3 separate regions of the Mus musculus genome follow, and all the other regions are linked to region 1. The links are chromatin contacts, called in public HiChIP or PLAC-seq and promoter capture Hi-C maps. All regions are on one chromosome and are shown on one strand. The core of a region is the stretch at or near the end of the contact, and the rest is flanking DNA. Distances in the headings are between cores, read along the strand shown. Region 1 holds the start of Zfp691 (zinc finger protein 691). Region 2 holds the start of Cldn19 (claudin 19). Region 3 overlaps Gm35510 (a long non-coding RNA gene).

What was found. HiChIP or PLAC-seq counts read pairs in DNA pulled down with a chosen protein or histone mark. Capture Hi-C pulls out chosen DNA fragments and counts their contacts.
Region 2: a promoter capture Hi-C map of liver shows a contact between it and region 1. The contact joins the promoter of Cldn19 here to the promoter of Zfp691 in region 1. A contact is called at or near these places in 3 of 115 datasets of contacts at active chromatin or transcription factors (all in embryonic stem cells) and 4 of 9 other capture datasets (adipose tissue, liver, macrophages and 1 more).
Region 3: a contact with region 1 is called in an H3K4me3 HiChIP or PLAC-seq map of bone marrow-derived macrophages, with 2.3 times the contacts expected there. The contact joins the enhancer-like site here to the promoter of Zfp691 in region 1. A contact is called at or near these places in 3 of 39 promoter capture datasets (fetal liver, neural stem cells and neutrophils), 1 of 484 Hi-C or Micro-C datasets (embryonic stem cells), 5 of 115 datasets of contacts at active chromatin or transcription factors (astrocytes, bone marrow-derived macrophages and embryonic stem cells) and 2 of 9 other capture datasets (adipose tissue and liver).

What each region holds. Positions count from the first base shown.
Region 1 is chr4:119,172,745-119,175,444 of GRCm38.p6, reverse strand. Zfp691 (zinc finger protein 691) reads left to right here and starts at 1,250. Exons shown (of 2, transcript NM_001145936.1): 1 at 1,250-1,307.
Region 2 is chr4:119,254,059-119,256,758 of GRCm38.p6, reverse strand. Cldn19 (claudin 19) reads right to left here and starts at 1,290. Exons shown (of 5, transcript NM_001038590.1): 1 at 964-1,290. The coding sequence starts at 1,186. All of the region lies in intron 1 of Gm12927 (a long non-coding RNA gene), which reads left to right.
Region 3 is chr4:119,081,634-119,084,333 of GRCm38.p6, reverse strand. It overlaps Gm35510 (a long non-coding RNA gene), which reads right to left. Exons shown (of 3, transcript XR_868067.2): 3 at 1-289. Among named protein-coding and RNA genes, the nearest start is that of Gm35510, 10 kb to the right of the region's middle. Within about 2 kb of position 1,278, at least 49 of the 459 cell types and tissues checked have an H3K27ac peak or open chromatin away from gene starts, as enhancers often do. A contact at or near this core is called in astrocytes, bone marrow-derived macrophages, embryonic stem cells and 1 more, where this site is marked.

The DNA.
Region 1 (2,700 bases), core at 1-2,500:
ATGTTTTATTTTTATCAATTTATAAACTAATAGTGTGTAATAGATACTTACACGTCACACACATCCTCAGCTCCAAACATAATTGCTTGAGTAGCCAATCCTATTGGCTAACTAACTCATGCTAGTCTTACCTATTGAGAGAATTTACCAATAGAGAATAGAGCTATTTGTAGAAGCAGGAAATGTTTGTCTGTGTGTCTGCCTATTTGTCTGACTGTCTGTCTATCCACTCAGTCCTTATATCCTTACAATAGTTGTGCTAGGAATTTTATAGAGGAGAGAGGTGGGATTATAAAACTTGACCCTCTCTTTTTTCTTTCCTGATTTTGTGTGTGTGTGTGTGTGTGTGTGTGTGTGAGTGTGTGTTCTTGTGTGCAGGTTCTCAAATTGTCCAGAATTGGGCATTGGATCCCTTGGATCTGGAGTTACAGGTGGTTATAAACTACCTGATGTGGGCGCTGGGAATCCAGGTCCCCTGAAAGAGCTGTAAGTGTTCTTAATCACCGGGTCATCACTAGCTCTAAAGCTTTACCAGCTACAAAGACAACCATTGAAAGACCACACAAACAGGAAAAGCTCGTAGTTAGCTTACACATCAACTTTCTTTATCCTCTTTATCTTTCAAGTTCTTAATCTTTATTGTTCTTCAAAATAAAATCTGGGAAAAACAACAACCAGCCAACCAAACAAAAACCATCTCTGGATAACTTACTGGTCTATTATATCCAGATTGATGCGAGACTTTTGGGTTAACAGGATCACATAGGACACAGAAAAAAAAAACCAAAACCTACGTTGGGCCACTGGCCGACCTGGCTGGAGGTCATTCCTTGGGAGAGGACACTTAGCTTCTCGGACAAAGAGATCGAACTACTTTATTTTTAAATTCCTTTCCTGGTACATGTCCTTTTAATTTTAAACTATAAACTTTAAATGAACTGCGAGGTTTCTATCGAGGGCCACCGCTTCAAAAGACAAAAAGAAAAGAAACCTGATGACCTTAGAAGTGATGACAGCTTCACCGCTGAGTTCTGAACTGGGCAAATGTTTTCAGCGAAGCAAACCTCCGAACTACAACTCCCAGCATGCCGCGCACTAAACCAATGTTTATTGGCCGTCCTACTAGGTCTTGTGCAGTGTGACAGTTAGTATAGCCAATAGAGAGGAAGAACGTTCCCAGGATCCAATCCGAACGCTGTGAAGGCGGATCCTCTCTGGGTTCCGGCTCCGGCTCCTTCCCCCGCCCACCGAGGCGCCGCTGTCCCTGACCGAGCCGCGGGAGTGAAGTGGGTCGCGGCTGTGTAGAGGTGACGTGGGGGTTATGGGGGAGGCGAACGCGAGGCACGGGGCGCTTCGAGCCTGGCCCCTTCGCTCTTGCGAAGGCCTTGAAGGCTGATGTTTGGGAAGTTGCTGTTTTGCGAGTCCCAAAGGCCGCCGGGTACCGTGTGTCCCTCCGCTGCGATCACGTCCCCAGTCCTCGGATGACCCAGTCTTACTACCCTCCCTGCCTTACTGTTGGCCTTGGACCACTCCATGCCCCTCCCACACACCGTGTCTTTAGAGTCGCCCCTTGTACTCTTCCAGCTCCAGTCCCAACCTCATGGACATCTCTGAACCCAACTCTCGTCCTTCAGCTTTCCCAGCTGACTCCTCCAGCTTTATCCTCCTTCCCCACTTAACTAGGCTCTTTGGACACTGCTGCAGCCTTTGTCCCCTCTCCCAGGCCACCTCAGATTCTTTGGCTCCTTTGATGATCCGTCTCTGAATCGCTATGTAGCTCCGGTGAGTGCTTCCTTAATTTTTCACACTCTGTCCCCGGTCCTTCCAAGTTACTCCCGGTACCCTTGACTCGAACCCGGATCTAGAACTTTAATCTTTCGGACCCCAGCTTGGTCTCTTCCTTCTAATCCAGGCTCTTGTCCTTCATCGTCTGTGATCACCAAGCCTCATCTTCTTGCCTTGTTCTTAGAACTCATCCCTCCTCCGCACTCTTGCTGGCGACTCTGTGCTGCTGAGCTCCGAGGAAGAAAACCCCACATGCACTAGGTCTCTTCTCCCTCCGATCTTTGTAATGCAAGGTGACTTTGTGTTATTTCCACACTGCCTTTTCAGTCAGGGATGGACTCTCCGTCTCTGCCAGCCTTGGTCCTGCTCATCTGTCTATTTTGCAAGTCATAGTTTAAATTTCACCTCTTCAGTGAAGCTCCCTCCCTGCCCTCTTCAGAGAGGTGCCTTCTCATTTCCTAAGTGCCGTAGCACCGTCTCTACCTCCAGTCCTGGTGGAATGGTTAAAAACCTCAGCTTTGGAGGAATCAACTTGGGCTTCAGTTTTGCCACCTACTGTGTGCTCTTAGGCACGTGACTTGATTTCTCAGAGTTTCAGTTTCATCATTTCTAAAGTAAGTATGAGAAATTAATAGTTGAGCTAGATGTAGCGGCTCATGCCTTCAACCCCAGCACTCGGGAGGCAGAGGTGCTGTAAAAATGAATTGAGATGGTGCATTGGACCGCTTAGCCCTAGGTCGAGTGCTCTGTAGGACCTTTAAAAAATATGAGCTGTTATGGGCTACTGTGTAATATGCCATATGCAGTGCTGGCCAGAAAGAATGGGTGTATGTACTGCCTGTTCCCTGGAACTTAACCTTGCATATTATGTTCAACTTGGTCGGTAGTGTCTTTACCTACCGAGTCATTTTTTTT
Region 2 (2,700 bases), core at 41-2,540, 81 kb before region 1:
GGCTTGGGTAGAAGCCTGAAGAGGCCTGAGCACTTGCCTGCTTGTGAGAAGAGACAATGAGTGTTTGAGGAGAGGGGGCAGAGTGAGGTCATTGTCACTGCTGACCCCGTTTCCCACCGGCCCTGACTGGCTCCTTTCTCCTGGGTCTGGTACACCCTCAATCAAGCAGCAGGAGATGGGGCAGAGTATCACTCAGGATCACCAGAGGTAGAGCTGAAAGTGCCTGAGAACCAGCTAAACCCAGCTTGGTTCCCAGCAGCAACCCTGTCAATCGTCCCTGTCAATCATGGAATCCTATGCTTTTTTCTTTGGGAGTGTATTGGTCAGTTCTAGGCCCCAGGCAGCAGGAGACTTAGATCCCTGAGGGAGGCAGGCCAGTGGTTTGTCTGGACCAGTGTGAGTGGGACTGACTGTGTGGGCTCTACTTTGAGCCCTGTCGGAGTGCAAGTGCGATGGTCCCCAAGGTCAGAGCTGTAATGGTGTCTGACTCTGTGTGTGTGTGTGTCCGTGTGTGTGTGTGTGTCCGTGTGTGTGTGTGTGTGTGTGTGTGTGTGTCGGTGTGTGTGTGTAAACATATCTGTCAATATGGAATATGGAGAGAAGAGGAGTGGAGAATGATAACAGGCTTATGAAACCAGACCCTCATCTCAGTCCACCCTCCCATGCCCTGTGTATTAATGGCCTGGTTACACAGGAGAACATTAGAACGCAAGGGTTGAATGAGTGGGTATTAGGACCGGGAGCCCAGGCTGCCAGCTTCTTGTGTTCCTGCCTCCTCAGAGCCTAGAGACCTGACTGGCCTGGACTCTCCGGTGTACACAGGACAGAAGTTAGGGACTCCCACAGGGGCTGGAGTGTGCCACCCAGCACTAAGGACAGGCTGTGAAAAAGCTTGCCGACAACCTCCCCAGCCCAGTCAGTGCCCCGTCAGTGCCCCCTCCCCGGCTCCCACCGGAGGCCTACCGTCCAGGGCCAGGAGTGAATCGTAGAGTTTGCATTGCACCTGCCCGGTGCTCTGAGAGGCGCAAGACATCCACAGCCCTTCGTAGAGGCCCACGGCAGTGATGATGGCATCGCCTGCATAGGAAGACTGCTTCCACTGTGGCAGGGCAGTGCTGGCGATGATGCCCACCCAGCCGCCCAAGGCTAGGAAGTAGCCCAGGAGCTGGAGGCCCGAGTTGGCCATGGCCCAGGTAGGAGTCTGAGAGTTCCAGGACTCAGAGATGGGCCAGGGTGTGGAGGAGCGTTGTGGTCATGGTAAGAGGAACAGCCGGAAAAGGGGAGCTAAGTGGCACAGGAGGAGAGGAGGAGAGGGGATGGCTGGCTGGCCAGCAGAGGCAGTGGCTGCTGATTCCAGAATGCAGGGGGCGGCCTTGGGGCTGGAAAAGGCCAAAACCCGCCCACAGACAGTCCCCAGCAGAGCTCTTTTCGCCCAGTTTCTTGGGAGTGGAGGGTAGAACCTAGGATCCAAGCTGGGGTACCCCTGCCCTCCCTGTCTCAATAGTAAGGAAGGGAGGGGCTAGGAGGAGTGACTCTTCCCCCTTTTAACCAGGGAAACCCCTTTAGGAGTGATTCCAGTGCTCTGGGATTCTCCTAATCCCTTCCCCAGCACCAGCTCAGTGGATGGCTTTGCTGTGCTTCAGTGCCTGATCTGAAGCGGCGGTTTCTTGCCCACTGACTTGAGGACAGAAAAAGAAAGAAATTTTAGTTACAGCAGGAAAAAACTATAGAGTTCTCTCTCTCTCTCTCTCTCTCTCTCTTCCTCTCTCTCTCTCTCTCTCTCTCTCTCTCTGTGTGTGTGTGTGTGTGTGTGTGTGTGTGTGTGTGTGTGCTGGGTATGGAAACCAGGCTTTGTTGTACATGCTAGGCAAGCACTCTACCACTGACCTAGATCCCCTGGAGTTAGTTTTGGATCAGGGCTTTAAGGCCAGATGTGCAGAGACTCAGTTAAATATGAGCTGCTGGGGAGAAGAGTCCTAGGTACCTGGAAACCATGTCTATCAAAATGGGAGAGGCCAAAGCAGGGAAGATGTGCTATGGGGTCTGTCTGCGATCTGAGGAGTCAGAAGAGGGACCCACAGTAACTGGGCCAGTGGTAGCTGTCTGCCAGCCTCAGGACGTGGTGGGGAGCTGGGGAGATCTGCGCCAGCATCTGTCCTGAACTTGGAGGAAGAAGAACTGCTCAGCCAGTTAATCCCTTTGCTGGCTGGTTCAGCAGCTCCTGCTGGGACCTGAGACAGCAGGCCCTGGCCCCTAGCTCCAGAACAGCCTGGCAGGGGCAGGGGCCTCTGTGCATTCCTGGGGTTCAGGCTCACCGCTCCTAGACCCCTGCCCGCCCCTTCTCACTCAGCCCTCGGGAGCAGGGAATGTTTAACTCCCCTGGGTCTCATTAGCAATCCTCTCACGTTCATTTCAGCCCCACAGGCTTGGCATGGGTGCAGGAGGAATGTCACACCCCTGCTCCCGCTCCAGCCTCCCAGCCACCTCTCTTACATCCCCTGCATCCATCCCACTGCCTTTCCTGAGCTGCAACATGGCCAGCTTCCTCCCCCACACCTTCAACCCCCACAGCAGGGACAAACCCCCAGCCTGCTGCCTTACATTCCTCACGTGGGTGCCTGGCACTCTCAGACAATGGCAAGCCTATGTGCCTGCTCAGGGCGTGGGCCCCTGGTATGGCCTGCAGCTCCAGCTCAGCTC
Region 3 (2,700 bases), core at 29-2,528, 91 kb after region 1:
GACCATGGAAATAGGAGATTGGCTTGGCTGGGGATTACTTAGGAAGGTTTGAGCAGGGACTTCTCAAATCAGGAGAATGTTGAGTTCTCATGGCAAAGAACCTTGTAACCAACAACAGAGCCAAGACCATTGGGAGGACCCCCGAGGTGTGGTGGCCCAGGAAGGGGCCAGAGTCATGCATCTCTGGACATGTCCCCATCATCATCATTATCACCATTCCTGTCTACTGGTCATCACCACCTTCAGCATCATCTGCATGATGGCGTTGCTGTTCTCTACCTCCACGCTTCTGCAAAGACATACACAGAGCAGTAAATGGATGTGAGTGTGTGAAATGTTTGTGGGCTACATGGCAGGTGACGGGAGACTCACAGCAAAGTGTCATATCTGGTTCAGTGGTACGATGATGGGAGAGGCTGCCCAGAGGAAGCAGCGTTTTAGTTGGGCCTTACAAGGTGTGTAGGAGTTCTCTGGGTAGGGGAGGGAGAAGATATAGAAGGATGAGCTTTTGCTAAGATTTGGTCATGAGTAACCATGTCTGAAGACATGGAGTCGATACTCAAGGCCATGTGTTTAGAGTTAGCAGCAAGGCTGCACAGGGGCCTGAAGCCAGATCACAAGGAGCTGGGGATTCCTTATTGGGGGCTTAAGCTGGTGTGTGTGTGTGTGTGTGTGTGTGTGTGTGTGTGTATTCTAGTAAGTGTAGAGTTCTCTCTTATCAATATGGCATAATCATTTGGGAAGTTGACTCTTCCCCTTCTTCCATGTGGATCCCAGGGACTGAACGCAGTATTAATTGATTAACTGGATTTTTGAAACGGTCTCACTAGGTAGCTCTGGCTGTCCTGGAACTCACTTTGTAGACCAGGCTGGCCTCGAACTCAGAAATCCGCCTGCCTCTGCCTCCCGAGTGCTGGGATTAAAGGTGTGTGCCACCACACCCAGCTTGCGACAAGTGCTCTTAACCACCAAGCCATCTCTCTATGTTTTATAGTTTTAATCATGTATATGCATTTAAAACACTTTAAAACAATACCATTGCATGGTCCCTCTAGTAATACTTTGAGCCACTGTGTCTGAAACTTCCTATAGAAAAGAGTCTACTCTACAGAACCACAAAGAGTTAATGGATTTCAGCCAATCAAAATTTTGGCCCTGAACCAAATTGGAGCCAGGGAAAAGGAAGTTGTAGCTTTTGAGAGAAAGAGAAGTGGGCTCTTGTTTTCTGTGGCTGTTGCTAGGGAGAATTCCCTGCTGTGGAATGGTACAGAGGAGGAAAGAAAGTCCTTGTCTGATGGGTGGCTGGAAGCCTGTGTATGACCCTGCAGAGGTCAGAGCAAATCCAGGAGAGACCCACTTCCCCATTCCTGATAACATCTGCTGAGTCACCGGAAGCCAAAAACAGACTCCTCTCGTCTAAGCTGGTTTTCATTCATTTCTTTATTTGACAACATATCCTGATCACTTACCCATGGAGTATCACACACAAGCCAAGTAGTAGCTTGAGTTTCATCTTTCGTGGCCAGAATCCTAAGTCCTATCTTAGCCTGACCCTTAGTCATGAGCTAGAACTCCAACTGACAGTTTCTAGTACAGAGCTGCTAGTTGGCAAGAAACAAGTGCCCAGCCATTTGGGCTGATTCAGTCAGATGGGTATTAGTGTAATCATATGCATGGGTCATCAACAGAAAGCTCAGAGGTATTATGACGAGCGTAGTCACAATGGACCAACCTCATGGATGAGGGGAGGCTAATGTTGGGGAATTCATTCCCTCCCTAACCAGGAAGTTGGACAAGTCTGGGACTTAATATGTCAGTTTCTAAATATCAGAAGTCCCAACTAACAGCAAGATCTTTAAGCCATTTAACCCAGGACAAGATATGTGACCATGTTCATAGATGGTTGATAGTTAATTTTCAGCTGGATAGATGTGATAATCTTTATATGCTTCCTAGAAGTTTCATTAGGTGAACACAGTAAACACTTTGAAATGTGTAGTCTTAGGACTTTAAAGTCACTGCCAGTGCTAAGCATACTTTCTGCTTCCTGGTTGGACTTAAGGACAGCCTTTGTTTTGTGGCCATCCCGACAGATATGTGTTATGGTGGTATTTCATTGTGGCTAAAGTCTACACTTTTCTAATGACTAATAATGTTACGAATCATTTTTAAAAATTATTTTTTAGGGACTAGGGTGACGGCTCTGTGGTCAAGAGCACTCATTGATCTTACAGAGGACCCTGCTTCAGATCTCATCATCCACATGGTGGTTCACCACCATCCATAATTCCAGGACCAGGGAATTGTCCAACATCGTCCTCTGACCCACTTCTATGATGATGCACACATGGCGTGGATACATACTCATACATATAAGATGGATATGTCTAACAAAAAATAGTGTGTGTGTGTGTGTGTGTGTGTGTATATATATATATATATATATATATATATATATATATATATATTCTGTCAAATCTATCTATCTATCTGTTTATTTTTTGTTTTGTTTTGTTTTTTTTGAGACAGGGTTTCTCTGTATAGCCCTGGATGTCCTAGAACTTACTCTGTAGACCAGGCTGGCCTCGAACTCAGAAATCTGCCTTCCTCTGCCTTTCAAGTGCTGGGATTAAAAGTATGCACCACCACTGTCCCGCTAATTTTTATTTTATGTGTATAAGTATTTTGCCTGTTTGGTCT